Linked DNA regions of Capsicum annuum: region 2 is linked to region 1. Evidence: chromatin contacts called from public Hi-C data. All regions are on one chromosome and are shown on one strand. Each heading gives the region's core, a stretch centred on a gene start, on an enhancer-like site or on the middle of the called end of the contact. The rest is flanking DNA. Distances are from core to core; before and after follow the strand shown. Region 1 holds the start of LOC107847622 (pyruvate dehydrogenase E1 component subunit alpha, mitochondrial). Region 2 holds the start of LOC107848009.

Region 1 (3,261 bases), core at 508-3,007:
ACATTACAAATTTCCTGCTAAGAGAAGCAAAATACAAATTTTAATTAATATAGGATAAATATGTGGTACGCCTAATCACAAGTGCTACAGAGCGGCAATTCGATCTGTTATATTGTATAGGGCAGAGTGTTGGCAAGTCAAGAACTCTCACATCCAAAAGTTGAAGGTAGCGAAAATGAGAATACCACGATGGATGTGTGGACTTACTTGGAGAGATAGGGTTAAAGATGAAATTATTTGAGAGAAAATGGTAAATGGCTTCGATTGAAGACAAGATGCGCAAAGTGAGGTTGAGATGGTTCAGACATGTGATGAGGAGGTGCTCGGATACCCTAGTACGGAGGTGTGAGAGGTTGACTATGGATGATTTTAGGCAGGGTAGAGGTAGACCGAAGAAATATTGGAGGAAATTGATCAGACATGACATGGAGCAGCTACAGTTTACTGAGGACATGACTCTAGATAAAAAGGTGTGGAGGACGCGAATTAGGGTTGAGAGTTAGTAGGTGTGAGTGTGTCCTTTCTAGTAAGAAGGAGTGCATTGTTGTAGCCGTGTTAATAGTTATAACGCTATTCTCTTGTAAGTTTCTTGTTCACAGTGTTTTGGTGATATTTGTGGTTTCAGATGGATAGTTTATGGTACAACTTTGTGGTGTCTTGTTTTTGGTATTATCCATTGGTGTAGTATTTTGTTTTATTTTTTGTTTTTATTAGGTCTTTTTATACTATTTTTTTATCCTAAATCGAGGGTCTATCGAAAACAGTCTCTGTACTTCATCTGAGATAGTGGTATAAGCTGCGAACATTTACTTTCTCTAGACTTCATTTTGTGGAATGCACAAGGTATGTTGTCAACAACAACAACAACATACCCAGTATATTCCAGCCAAATGGGGTCTGGGGAGGATAAGTGTACACAGTCCATACAACTACCTCAAATGTGAGATAGAGAGGCTATTTCCGATAGACCCGTATTTCCGATAGACCCCCGACTCAAAATAGAACAATCTAAGATAATGAACAGTAATAGTAAGAATAGTAAAAGAACAAGACATGATAGGGATTAGCAAACTCAATAATACCATAAACAAGATACTTCAAGTAACACACCAAAAGATACCATACCCCAAACTCAGACTAACCTACTACCCTAATTTGCTGCCCCACAACTTCCTATCTAGGGTCATGTCATCGGTAAACTAGAGCTGCTCCATGTCATGTCCAATCACCTCCTTCTAATATTTCTTCGATCTACCTCTACCACGCTTGAAACTATCCCTAGCCAACCTCTCACACCTCCGCACTGAGACATTCGTGCTTCTCCTTATCATATGACCGAACCATCTCAACCTCATTTTCCTTATCTTGGCTTCCACCGAAGCCACACCCACCTTATCTCGCATAACCTCATTTCTAATTCTGTCTTTTCTAGTATACCCACACATCCACCTAAACATTTTCATTTCCGCCACCTTCATCTTCTGAACATGGGCCCTCTTAACAGGCCTTCACCTAAGCACAGGGTATGTTATCGTTATAAATATGCCTAATCAAATAATATAAGGACTAAAATTACAATTTATTATTAATCGAGGAACCAAACATGCAAATATGCTTATTTTAAACTATAGGAGCAATGCTACAACTACTGATATCGACGTAAAGCATCAGTAAGGAATATATATGCCTAATCAAATAATATAGGAACTAAAAAACACATTTATCAATAACTAAAGGACTAAATATTCAAATATGTTTATTTAAATAAATTAAATAAAAAAATGATGCCACTAGCTTCTATAATAAAATAAAATTTTCATCTTCCTTCTCCCCTCTCCTTTTTGGCACTCTCCAAAAACTCCTGTCCTTTCTCCACTTTCTCAACAAATCTCAAAATGGCTCTATCAACAAGCCGCCGAGCCATTAACCAATTCATAAAGCCACTCTCTTCCTCCGTGTACGCCACGCGCCGCCTTACATCGGACTCCACCGCCACAATCACCGTGGAAACAAGCCTCCCCTTCACTGCCCACAACATCGATCCACCATCGCGCTCAATCACAACATCCCCCAACGAACTCATGACATTCTTCTCCGACATGGCTGAAATGCGGCGGATGGAAATCGCAGCCGATTCGCTCTACAAAGCGAAACTCATCCGCGGATTCTGCCATTTATACGACGGACAAGAAGCCGTTGCAGTAGGGATGGAATCCGCTATAACACGGAAAGACTGTATAATAACCGCGTATAGAGATCACTGTATTTTTCTCGGACGTGGTGGGACGTTGTTGGAGTCATTTGCCGAGTTAATGGGAAGGAAGGAAGGGTGTTCGAGAGGGAAAGGTGGATCGATGCATTTTTATAAGAAGGAAGGAGGGTTTTATGGAGGACATGGGATTGTTGGTGCGCAAGTTCCCTTGGGAATTGGATTGGCATTTGCGCAAAAGTATTCGAAAGAGGAGTATGTTACTTTTGCTATGTACGGTGATGGTGCTGCTAATCAAGGGCAATTGTTTGAGGCTTTGAATATGGCTGCGTTGTGGGATCTTCCGGCTATTTTAGTTTGCGAGAATAATCACTGTAAGAAAAATGAACTCGGTTTTTCAATTGGTTGTAATACTTAAAATGTCTGTCATTTTTTGAATTGTTTTGTGTTTTGATGGTTGTTAGCTATTGTGTTGTGTTGTTAGTTTAAATACAATATTTGTTTTATTGTAAGGTGAGCTGCATATAGTAGGCCCTTGTGGTCCGGCCCTCGCCTGGGCCTGTGCATAACGGAGCTTTAGTGCATCGGGCTGTCCGTTTTTATCTTAATTGTTGCTTAAATTAATTTTATGGTATTGTTAAATCCTTGTTAGGTAACGACTAAAAGTCCCATTTTGTGTAACACCTATTTGGTCATTTGGTGTGATCACGCCCCTTATTTTTTTTTTTTCTCATTTTGTCCTTATTATTTAGTGATCATATTTTATCTTTTATCCTACCTTTTTATAGTAGCTCTACCTCGTAGCCTATTTTTCCTCTAGGTTTAGTGTTCAAGTTGTTGATGTTGTTAATATGTGGCATTATGCAATGACGGAATATTCATTAAAACAATACAGTATGATACAGTACAAAACAATGCAATGCAATAGAATACAATACATTATTAAACAACCAAACAGAGTTAGCAATACACATTTGATTGATAAGCAGACTTGTTTCCATAAGTTTATGCATTCATTAGTGAAAATTGTGTATGTCTCTGTGTTTCAAGCC
Region 2 (3,261 bases), core at 501-3,000, 270 kb after region 1:
TCAATCTTAAAAACCAAACACACTAGATACTTAGAATCAACAACAGCTACGCCTCAGTCCCAAAACAAGTTGGGGTCGGCTATATAAATCCCCATTTCTTCATTTAAGCTCAAATCATATCATCATCATCATAAAAAATAAAATAAAACTGCAAAATACGTTAAAACTAGATACAAATAATACCACTAACAAAAATAAAAGTTGCATACTAGTCTAACATATATACTCAAGTAGTGACTATCACCTATAGGTCTTTTTCTTCCATTGTCCTATCTTTAGCTAGGTCCATATTGATGCCAAGCATTTGGAGGTCTTTTGAGATCGCTTTCTTCCATGTGATTATAGGTCTACCCATCCCCTGTTGACATCTCAACTTATCATAGTATCAGACTTACGGACCGAGCGTCTATATGTTGGCACAGAACATGTCCACACCATCTCAAACAACCTTCTCGCATTTTATCCTGAATGTGTACTACTTGCACCTTCTGGTGAATGTGGTCATTTCTAATCTTATATGACCGCATATCCATCTTAGCAACTGCATCTCCACAACACTCATCTTGTGGATATGTTGGACTTTTAGCAACACAACATTGACTACCATATAAAATAGTCGGTCTTAAAGTTATCCTATAGAACTTACCTTTCACTTTAGTAGGTATCCTTCTATCACATAATACCCTGATAGCACTTCTCCCTCACAACCATATAATTTTAATCCTATTAGTAACATCGTCATTTATCATTTCATTCTCTTGAAACAAGTCTAGATATCTACATTGTTTACATTTTGGCAGTATAGTCCCATCTAGTCTCACCTCAACTTTTCTCCTCTCATGCCAACTAAACCTATAATGCATGTATTATATCTCAATTCTACTTATCCAGAAAGCCTAAGGGATATTTAATACCTGATTTGGAGGTGTATTACGCAAGTATTAATTTTGTATAGCAAATACCATGTCTGGTTGCTTGTTAGAAGGTAAATTATTCATGTATAGAATTAACATTTGGTTTGCAATTTAGAGAATTTACACAGCTAATACAGGTATAAGTAATGAGAGAATCTTTATGTATTATTTTATGCAGAATAGAAGATGGAATAACTAATACATAAACAACTAAACTCAAACCCTGCATAAAATAATACAAGGTCCTAACTAATCCCTGCATAACTCTAATCAACTACCAAACGAACCCTTATCCTCTAAAGTACTTCTTCCAATATCAAGCTTTTGCTCAACACCTTCGCTAGTTTCGTCAATTAACACATAAATTGTTCAAATTACGATTTCTACGCAGAATAAAATAGTAATGAAAAATCTGCCAAAACAATAGGCATGATTTTTCTGATTGACATCTTATCAAACACTTTATAAACACATAAAGTAGCATTTCCCTAATTACTTACAATCCACACCAAAATTCAACACATAAAAAAACACACTTACATACACATAACACCAAGAATAACAAAGAGGCCCAATTACTAATTAAACCAAAACCTTAATTTCCTCTTATTCATATATATAAAAAAATCAATGAACAAAAAGATAAAAATATTAATCCAAAAAAACATGATTAATTACCTGTAAAGCAAAGTAATTAAGAGGAGAAATTGGATGTTTATTAGAAGAATAATTGGCGAAACATTTGAAGAACGGCGAGAGAGAGAGAATTTTCTAGGGTAAAAGGCTTTTATATTTTGACTCAATTGGCCTTTGTATATTATTAAAAACAAGAGAGAACTTCCCATATTAGTATATACTATAGAAATTTATTTGTATATGTTTCTTTAAGGAAAAATGTGTTTTTGCAATTATCCTGAATAAGAAATTATTACAATTTTTTTTTTTTTTTTTAAATCATGATGCGTGGGCAACACCTTGAATAAATTCATGGATTACTTATTACTTTTTATCAGCAATAAATACCTGGTAAACTATGCTCACCAAAACTAATACAAATGAGAAAAAGTTTATTTATATAAGCGTTTTTGTGATTTGCATATATTTTGGGGGAAATATGCGTTTTTGCAATTATCCTCAATAAGAAATGATGACATGTTGTTCGTAACCTTGGTGTTTGGCTCAGCTTTCACGAATCTTGATTATAGCTATGGTGTATTTGCCACATTTCCACCGGCAATAAATACTGGGTAACTCTATCCATGGGAGGATAATATATTTTTTCCCTCTGCTGTGATTTGGACCCTATACCTCAGGTTCTCAATTCACTTCATTGATCACTTATTAATTATTTTCTTACACCGTAAATATTGGTCATTTGTATTTTTAATCTTAATTTGCTTAGTAATTATTCAATTTAATTTATCTAAATCATTTGGTTAGATGAAATGGCGCTCTTTTGTAAAAGAATTTCATCATACAAGGGGTTAAATCCGTTTTAAAAAAAAATAAGAATATAGAATATAAAATTTATCAAGAATTCTGAATAATATGCGTATTGATTTTAAAATGTACTGAATATAGGTAATTAATGTAATTTACTCAATTTATGAGTTTGATAGACATGCCTTGAATGGAATGAAATTAATTAGAAAATCTAAAATGCATACGACAGAATGAACTAACCACCCTATCCTTGTTTGTACGCCAGAAAAAACTCTTGAAAGTATTACTATTAAAAATGATATGCATTAAACATTTACAACAACATATCCGGTGTATTCCCATAAAGTAACGTCTGGGGAGGGTACTGTGTACGCAGTCCATAACATTACCTCAGAGAGGCTGTTTCTAATAGACCCCCCACTCAAGACAAATAATAGTATAATCAATAAAAAACATAAAAGCACACAACAAAATTAGATAACACACTGCTAGCTAATATAGGAAACAAGACAACTAGAAGATAATACAATAAACTACCAATTTGAAATCATATACTTCACTGAAACATCACAAACAAGAAACTCCAAGCGCAAATACAAACAAAGCTCTCTCCCTATTGTTACGGACGAACTCCTACCCACTAACCATCTACCCTAATACGCATCCTCCACACTTTCCTACCAAAGGTCATGTCCTCCATAATTTATAACTGCTCCATATCATGTCTAATCATCTTCCTCCAATATTTCTTTGGCCTACTCAACGCTGCCTCAAACCATTTATAGTCAGCCTCACACATCTCCGCACTGGAGTATTCGTTCACCTCCTCATCACATGCCCGAACCATCGTAACTTCACTTCCAGCATCTTGTCCTCCATCGAAGCCACTCCCACATTTTCCCAA

Evidence for each region. A called contact is a pair of places that touch in the nucleus more often than the background predicts.
Region 2: a contact with region 1 is called in a Hi-C map of leaf, with 5 times the contacts expected there. The contact joins the promoter of LOC107848009 here to the promoter of LOC107847622 in region 1. A contact is called at or near these places in 3 of 5 Hi-C or Micro-C datasets (bud, leaf and placenta).

What each region holds. Positions count from the first base shown.
Region 1 is chr11:35,889,864-35,893,124 of UCD10Xv1.1, forward strand. It overlaps LOC107847622 (pyruvate dehydrogenase E1 component subunit alpha, mitochondrial), which reads left to right and starts at 1,758. Exons shown (of 8, transcript XM_016691993.2): 1 at 1,758-2,583. The coding sequence starts at 1,896.
Region 2 is chr11:36,159,453-36,162,713 of UCD10Xv1.1, forward strand. LOC107848009 reads right to left here and starts at 1,751. Exons shown (of 3, transcript XM_047398726.1): 1 at 1,593-1,751.